2 separate regions of the Sus scrofa genome follow, and region 1 is linked to region 2. Evidence: chromatin contacts called from public Hi-C data. All regions are on one chromosome and are shown on one strand. The core of a region is the stretch at or near the end of the contact, and the rest is flanking DNA. Distances in the headings are between cores, read along the strand shown. Region 1 overlaps LOC110255590 (a long non-coding RNA gene). Region 2 overlaps CELF2 (CUGBP Elav-like family member 2).

Region 1 (3,713 bases), core at 159-2,658, 440 kb after region 2:
TTTTGTGAGTCTATTTCCCTGCTGACTCTTGGGGTTTATGAAGACACAGGCTATGCTTTATTCTCTCTTTTTCCTTGCCAACATCTAGAAGAGGGGCTAACAGTGACAGCCAATACAACTTGTAGAACCCATGAGTGAATGGACAAAGGGAAATCCAGGGGGTGGTCTTAAGCTACCTAGGGAAAGACCCCCAAATTAGCAGATAATTGATTGTGTTGACCTTTTAATTCAACTTCTGTACAGCTTTGTCTTACCTCAGTATGATGGGAATTTAGCAAAGAAACAGAAAACAAAACAAAATGAAAACCAGATAAACTTTAGACAAAGAGTGTGTGAACAGCCAGCAGATCAGATAGTTCAGAGGTTTCCAAATTTGATTTTGGTGATGGTAGAAAAGGGTGGAAAACACCTAAATTAAAACCACCTGGGAGTTCCCTTCATGGCTCAGCTGTTAACGAACCCAACTAGGATCCATGAGGATGAGGGTTCGATCTCTGGCCTCGCTCAGTGGGTTAGGGATCCAGCATTGCCACGAACTATGGTGTAGGTCACAGATGCGGCTCGGATCTCCTGTTGCTGTGGCTGCGGCGTAGGCTGGCCGCTGTAGCTCCGATTCGACCCCTAGCCTGGGAAACTCCATATGCCAAGAGTGTGGCCCCCAAAAATAAGCAAAAATAAGTAAATAAATAAATAAAATGAAAATAAAATTGAAAAACCACCGCACCCAGGTCTCAGGTAGATTATTCAGCCTGTTGACGGGTTCAAAATAGAAATCTGAATCCATTTGCTAACAGGTTTCCTATAACTGGGTAGAAAAAAGAGATTTTTCTTTCCTTCCTCCATCCCAAACCTTGTAGCGCCACCGTAAAACTCACCCCAGACAGAGTTGATAAACTGACAGATAGTATCAAATGTCAGACAGGGCTTGTTTCCATCCTGAGGCTCTTGGGAACAGCACGCGAACAGATTGTTCCTGCCAGAGTACCTCATTATTTTAAGCAAATTGAATTTCTCATTGACTATGTTGAAAGGTTGTACGCTAGTTATAATTACCGGTTTTACTTAATTTCCTTTTATAAATAGGTCGGTACTCTGTACTTGAAAGTAGTATGTTGATTACTGACTTTGTTTTTTTTCCTTGTGGCCTCGGGGACTGTTTAGAGCAGAAACTGCTGACGGAGTGAATTTAATGAAACAAATACGCGTCCAATTACAAGAGAGGGAGGGAGTGTGCGTGTGTCTGTGTTGTGTGTGTGAGGGCACACACAGGTAGCAAACACACAATAAGCCAGAATCCCATGTCTGACGGTGAGTGCAGAAAGGACTTCTGATGTGATGCTGGGCTAAGCACGCTGAGCGCTGCTTCCTGAAAGCAGCGGCTCCTGCCAGTGAGAGGCTGAGAACCATCCCTCTGCAGGATCATCTTCTCTGTCTGAGCAGCCAGATTTCCACCCATGGAAACCTTCTGTCCTGACAGTCAGCTTCCTAAAAAGGTGCCAGTATGTTATCTGGGAAGGGGAACTGATCAACTGCCAATGCCACAGCAATATTTAATAAAAATGCAGGTTTTTTTTCTGGTTGGCATAGTAATGCATTTTTTTTTTTTTTTTTGGTCAGAACATTTAGAAAATGAGGAAATGCAGGAAGAAAAATCATAAACATGACCTATAATCCCACTGCTCAGAAATGACTACTAATTTTTTTCATATCTCAAAAAAAACCTCCATATGTAATTATGTATTCATATATATGCTCATAGGTACAACTTTTTTTTTTCTCTTTTGTCTTTAGGGCCACACCCATGGCATATGGAGGTTCCCAGGCTAGAGGTCCTATTGAAGCTGTTGCTGCCAGGCTACACCAGAGCCACAGCAATGCCAGATCTGAGCCACATCTGCGACCTACACCACAGGTCACGGCAACGCTGGATCCTTAACCCACTGGGCGAGGCCAGAGATCAAACCCACAACCTCATCGTTCCTAGTCGGATTCATTTCTGCTGCGCCATGATGGGAACTCCCATAGGTTCAACTTTGTATCTTGTTTTTCAAATGCATTGAAAGCATATCCCCATATTATGTACCCTTCAATGTATAACTTTAATGATGAGCTATTACTCCATAAGGCAGGTAGATTGTGACATCTTTATAACCATTATCATTATTATTGGTTATTATTATATGTCTCATTTCATTTATCATTTCTAAACATGATATATAAATAATATATAAATATTATATGTTATAATAATGTTGTGTATTGTAAATAATATAATATTGAAAATTCCCATAATTAATCATTCTGCATAGTTTTCACTAATCCCTTTGGATAAATTCAAAGAAATAAAATTTAGGGGTCAGGAAGTTTGAGCTCTTTCTGGTGTTTTTTTTTAAAAGGGGCGTGCCTACCTACAGCATGTGGAAGTTCCCAGACCAAGGATCGAACCCATGCCACAGCAGTGACCCAAGCCGCTGCAGTGACAACACCGGATCCTTCACCCACTGCACCAGGAGAATTCCTCTTTCAGGTCTTAATACGAGCTTACATGATACAGATGAAACTGGTTTTTTAGAAACACTGCATCAGTTTGTACCACTTAAAGGTATATGAGACTGCATATATACATATATATATATATATATATATTTTTTTTTGGCCTTTGTCTTTTTAGGGCCTCGCCTATGGAGGTTCCCCCAGGCTAGGGGTCGAATCAGACTTGGAGCTGCTGGCCACAGCCATAGCAACAAGGGATCTAAGCCACATCTGCAACCTACACCACAGCTCGTGGCCAACCCTGGATCCTCAACCCACTGAGTGAGGCCAGGGATTGAACCCGTATCCTCATGGATGCTAGTCGGGTTTGTTAACCGCTGAGCCACACCGGGAACTCCCTGAGACTGCGTGTTTTTCTACATACTTGCGAACACAAGGAATTAAACATTCTAAGACATCATCACTGTGATAACTGAAAAGGTATATCTCGTTTTAATTTGCCTTTCTTTTGCTCCTAGTAGGGCTAAACAATTTTATTTGTCTACAATAGCAATTTATCTTATGCATTTTTCCCTAAAAGGGAAAGAGGTATGAAAGAATGGGACACAGATAGATGTTTTGATGGAAAAAGGCAAGAAAAGAAAGAAATGTGCAGAGCTCAGATACAGCTGCACAAAGGAATCAGCTGAGGAAGTTATGAAGATTTTGACTGAACCGATGATGGAGAGGCCATGGCTTGGCATTTTCTAAAAGCTACATACACACAGACACTCACAGTTGGAGCCGGGGTGGGGTGGATCTTTGCCAGAAAGAACCAGGTGTCTAGGGGGCTATGTGGGATTCTAAGAGAAGGTGAAGGTGGGGCCTGAAGACCCTGGGCTCCTTCAGGACTGACAGTGGTTAACAGCGCAAGGAGATTCTCAAAAAAGGATCAATACCATACGATATCACTTATATCCGGAATCTAACATATGGCACAAGTGAACCTATCTACAGAAAAGAAACAAACTCATGGACATGGAGAAGAGACTTGTGGTTGCCAAGAGGGAGAGGGAGTGGGAGGGCCTGGGAGTTTGGGGTTAGTAGATTCAAACTATTGCATTCGGCATGGATAAGCAATGAGATTCTGCTGTACAGTCCAAGGAACTATATCTGGTCACTTGTGATGGAACATGATGGAGGATAATGTGAAAAAAAGAATGTGTATGTATATACACACA
Region 2 (4,202 bases), core at 1,061-3,560:
AAGGAACCAAAACTGTGTCTCTGGTATCTGCACAAAGAGCAGCTTTCGGTATCTGGTATCTCTGAGGCGTCTTTATCATCAAAGGTCATGATCCTACATAAGAATGTTCACCCAGTGTTCCCCCAAAGTCTGTTCTCGAAAACCCTGATACCATAGAAGTTCTACCAAAAGCTTCTGGGGTCAAGAATCTAGAAACACCTTCTCTCTCATATCTACAATCCCCAGAACCCAGCCAGTTCTAAAGATTAGTCTGGAAAGAAAGATAATTAAAGATACTTTCAACTTTGTTTAAAACTGTGACTGCTAAGCTTGCTTTTGGCCCCTGAACCCTCTCCATCCACCTGACAACCTCCTTGTGGGTCTAAAGAATCTACTTTGGAAAAAAACACTCATGTAAAACCTGAGCTCACGCTTTGCCTGAAAGCAAAGAAGGAAAATTATACTCAGAAATTCAGAGGGGGCGCTCCTGTCGTGGCTCAGCAGAAACGAATCTGACCGGCATCCGTGAGGATGCAGGTTCCATCCCTGGCCTCGCTCAGTGGGTTAAGGATCCCGTGTTGTTGTGAGCTGTGGTGTAGGCCTGCAGCTACAGCTCTGATTTGACTCCTAGCCTGGGAACCTCCATATGGCATTAGTGTGACCCTAAAAAAAAAAAAAAAAAAAAAAAAAAGACATCAGAGGAAAAGATAGTTAAAGGTTCTCTCTGCCTAGAAGGCTCTCATGTACGTGGTAATGGGTCTGTGGAAGCTTAATTGTGAGTTGTTGTTGTTGTTGTTGTTGTTGTTGTTTTAATGAAGAAAACCATCACTTTTCCTCTAAAATGTGTTGACGCCCAAACAGGAGGACTCTGAAGGATGTGTAAAACCACCCCCTAAAATTCTTTTCTGGTGAAGCAATACCCAAGCGCTCACACTCAGAAAAATGTCAGGGAAATAAACAATGAACTTGGCAATGTAAGAATTCCAAACAACCCTTCCTCTGCAAGTCCACTTGGTTTTGAATCACTTCTTTATAAATCATTTTCCTCTCCCCAGTGGCTCAGTCAAATGTGAGCTTAGTGGAGGCACTTTCGATCAAATTTAAAATTTTTAAAAAACGAAGCAACCAACCAAGGGCTTCTGTTTTTGTTTAAGGAGGCAGAGGGATCCGTGAAATGACATGGATGACAAGGGACTTCCAGCGACTCCCTGGAGGGGATGGGGACGCGGGGAAGAATTCTCGTTCAGGTAGTCGTCCCAAGGGTTCGGTTGGCTCTCACTAATGTTCCGCCTAAAATGACTCGAGACAGGAACGGGTGAAGGCGGAGCACCCTGGACCGGATGCAAATGATAGGACATCAGGGACCCGAAGCCATGAAAATGAGCACTGAGCCCACATGCCCAGGACATAAAAGAAATCAGGACAGTCTTAATGAGAATCAGGCAGGGCGCCTAATGAGAACCTTAATATACTTTATCTTCCTTTTCTATTTCATCTCGGTGGCATTAGACGCAGCAAACCAACAAGCATTTACGGAGCGCATGCTCTGTGCCCAGCTCTGGGCCAGGCACTCTGGGGACAATCTCTAATTGCATGGATTGGGAGTTTGGGGTTAGCAAATGCCAACGATCGTATGAGTGTGCAACGGAAGTACCCGACTGCACACCAGACACGGACACAACATGAAATCAACTATACTTTTTCTCTGGCCCCGCCCACAACACGCAGGAAGTTCCTGGGCCAGGGATCGAACCTGAGCCACAGCAGTGACTTGAGCCACAGCAGTGAGAAGGCTGGATCCTTAACCCACTAGGTCGCCAGAGAATGCCACAATTAAAAAAGCAAACAAACAAAAAAACCCTGCATGCAGCCATGGGTCACAGATCCTGACCAGCAGCAGAATCCCCCGGGGTTCTGAGAAATGCAAATTCTCAGCCCTGCCTGGGACCCAGGGAATCAGACAGTCTGGGGATGGGCCCGGCTGCCAGGGTTTCCAACCAGCCCTGCAGTGCTTCCCAGGCGCGGTTCCGTCGGAGACCCACCGGCAGATGGTCTAGCCACAGAGGCATGAAATCCCGCAACGGCAGCCCACATTGACACCCACCCGCAAAGTGTGCAAAGCCCAGAGCCTCCCGGAACGCGCAGGCGCTTCGTGATCAAGTTGCTGCCTTTCGAAACAAACCCAGGGCATTTTAAATTCTGGTTTCCTCTCTCACCTCCACCCCCAGAGGCTGAGATTATGGAGAGCAGAGTGTCAACTTCAGCACTAACAGCTAAGTGGGCACAGAAGCTAATGAGTGTCTGGGCCAGAGTCAGGGCCCCAGAAAGAGCCACTTTTGTTCTCTAAATAGGCTATCAACATATATGGTACCTTAAGGGGGGGGGGTGTCTCTTTCTGTATTATTTGGTAATACTGTGCTCAGCAGCAGCCCAGTTCTCTTTTTCCAGGAGCTGAACGAGATACTGTTCTGGGAAGGAAGACAGCAAAGGGAACACATCTGCATTTTATTGCCCTGTTTAAAGCCCTTTTACGGCTCTGCCTGATACCCTTTAGCCAAGCGATGCTAAAATGACTATTTCTTCACCCAGAGTGAGCAAATGTTTTAAGACAGTAATAGTACTAATAATTGCTGTTAACGTTTATTGCCCATTTTATTATGTGCCAGGTACCTGGCATGAATCATCTCTTTTCATTCTCGCACAACCTCAGGAAGCAGCAGCTACGGCTACTCATCCCACCCTACAGGTGAGGAAATTGCAGGTTGGAGACAGCCAGTCTCATGGGCACCCAGCCTGTTCAAGACTACGGTCCAGCCTCGGTCAGGTGACCCTGCCTCTAAGAGCATCATGCCCTCCTGAATTATTTAGCGTCCTGAAAGGCCCTGGGACGTTATCTTTGCCACAGTTAATGCCAGCCACACTTATTTTCGGCCATTACACGAAATGGAATAAACGGACCAGAAGAAGGCTGGAAGGCATCTAGGGAACAATTTGGAATTCTAGGTAACGATGTACAACACGGCAAGATGAAGGAATTAAATCAGGAACGTTCAGCTTCCATACATGGATGTGTTTTGTCGACATCCCTTTTGGTATCTTATGTTTTCGACAAGATTCTCAACGGCAGATTCTTACCCCTGGATGTTTATTAAAAAACTACGAGAGCTCGATGTGTGTATAAGTGAGCTTCTTATTAGCAGAGGCACAGTAATAAGATATTATTACATTACAATATTATATCCTAGGGTATTATAATGCAAGGCAATTATCACGTACTTGGCTAATAGGGTCCATACTGTTGTTATGTAGTAAAACCAGACTGAGTAATAAAAATGACACAATATAATCACAATCGTTGGCACTTGGGGGTGGGGGCATTTTTGAGATGAGGTCTCCAAGCACCTGCCAAGCACGCCTGCAAATTTATATATGAAAAATCAGTGCTACAGAAAAGCTTACACAGATTTATGTCCAACTCTACGGAAGCCTTTGTGCAAAACGTAGCAAAGATTAGAACCTCACCCAATAGAGGGTGACAGCAAAAAAAGATTCTGAGCGATGCCAGGAAGCAGAATCAAAGAACCTGTCCAACAGTAATTTCCTGAGCACCCAGCATAGGCTCAGGACGACCTCAGGCTCTGGGGATAGAGCAGTAAACACGGGGCAGGAAGCACCTGCTGTCTCCGGGCTTACATCCCAATAGGTGGACAGCAAATAAACAAGCAAGTCAAATATACCAGCACCTGCAGAGGAGATGGCTACAGCGGACCAAGGAGAAAACCACAGGAACTGAGAGGTGCGGGGCGGTCAAGGACTTCAGGATGGTATAAGGACATTCGATTTCTCTCTAGGTCAGAAAAGAAGCCATGGGGGCGGGGCGGTGATCAGGCATCTGCATGACGTGCCACCCAGTGAGGGCATGTCCAGGTGAGATGACTATGGCCTGAACCGAAGTGGCTCTGGGGTGAACACAGAATCGGCAGGAGGTGGTGACGGGCTGGATGTGGAGGATGGGAAGTTCAAGAGCATCTCGGGTTTCTGCCAAGCAGCTGGGTACCATTTAGTGAGATGGGGCACGGAAGGGGGAGGGGGGCACAAGATTGGTTTAGGACGTGCACTTGAGGTGTCAAGGACACACCCAAGTGGAGCGAGACGAGGAGGCCGCTGGCTGGTCACGCATGGTGTTCAGAGACAAGGTCGAGGCCGGAGACACACAACCAGAA

Evidence for each region. Hi-C and Micro-C count contacts between places; a contact is called where the count stands out from the background.
Region 1: a Hi-C map of retroperitoneal adipose tissue shows a contact between it and region 2, with 2.3 times the contacts expected there. The contact joins two enhancer-like sites. A contact is called at or near these places in 2 of 47 Hi-C or Micro-C datasets (embryonic fibroblasts and retroperitoneal adipose tissue).

What each region holds. Positions count from the first base shown.
Region 1 is chr10:61,268,838-61,272,550 of Sscrofa11.1, forward strand. All of the region lies in intron 2 of LOC110255590 (a long non-coding RNA gene), which reads right to left. Among named protein-coding and RNA genes, the nearest start is that of CELF2, 400 kb to the left of the region's middle. Within about 2 kb of position 1,409, at least 10 of the 83 cell types and tissues checked have an H3K27ac peak or open chromatin away from gene starts, as enhancers often do. A contact at or near this core is called in retroperitoneal adipose tissue, where this site is marked.
Region 2 is chr10:60,826,966-60,831,167 of Sscrofa11.1, forward strand. All of the region lies in intron 1 of CELF2 (CUGBP Elav-like family member 2), which reads right to left. Among named protein-coding and RNA genes, the nearest start is that of CELF2, 39 kb to the right of the region's middle. Within about 2 kb of position 2,311, at least 2 of the 83 cell types and tissues checked have an H3K27ac peak or open chromatin away from gene starts, as enhancers often do. A contact at or near this core is called in retroperitoneal adipose tissue, where this site is marked.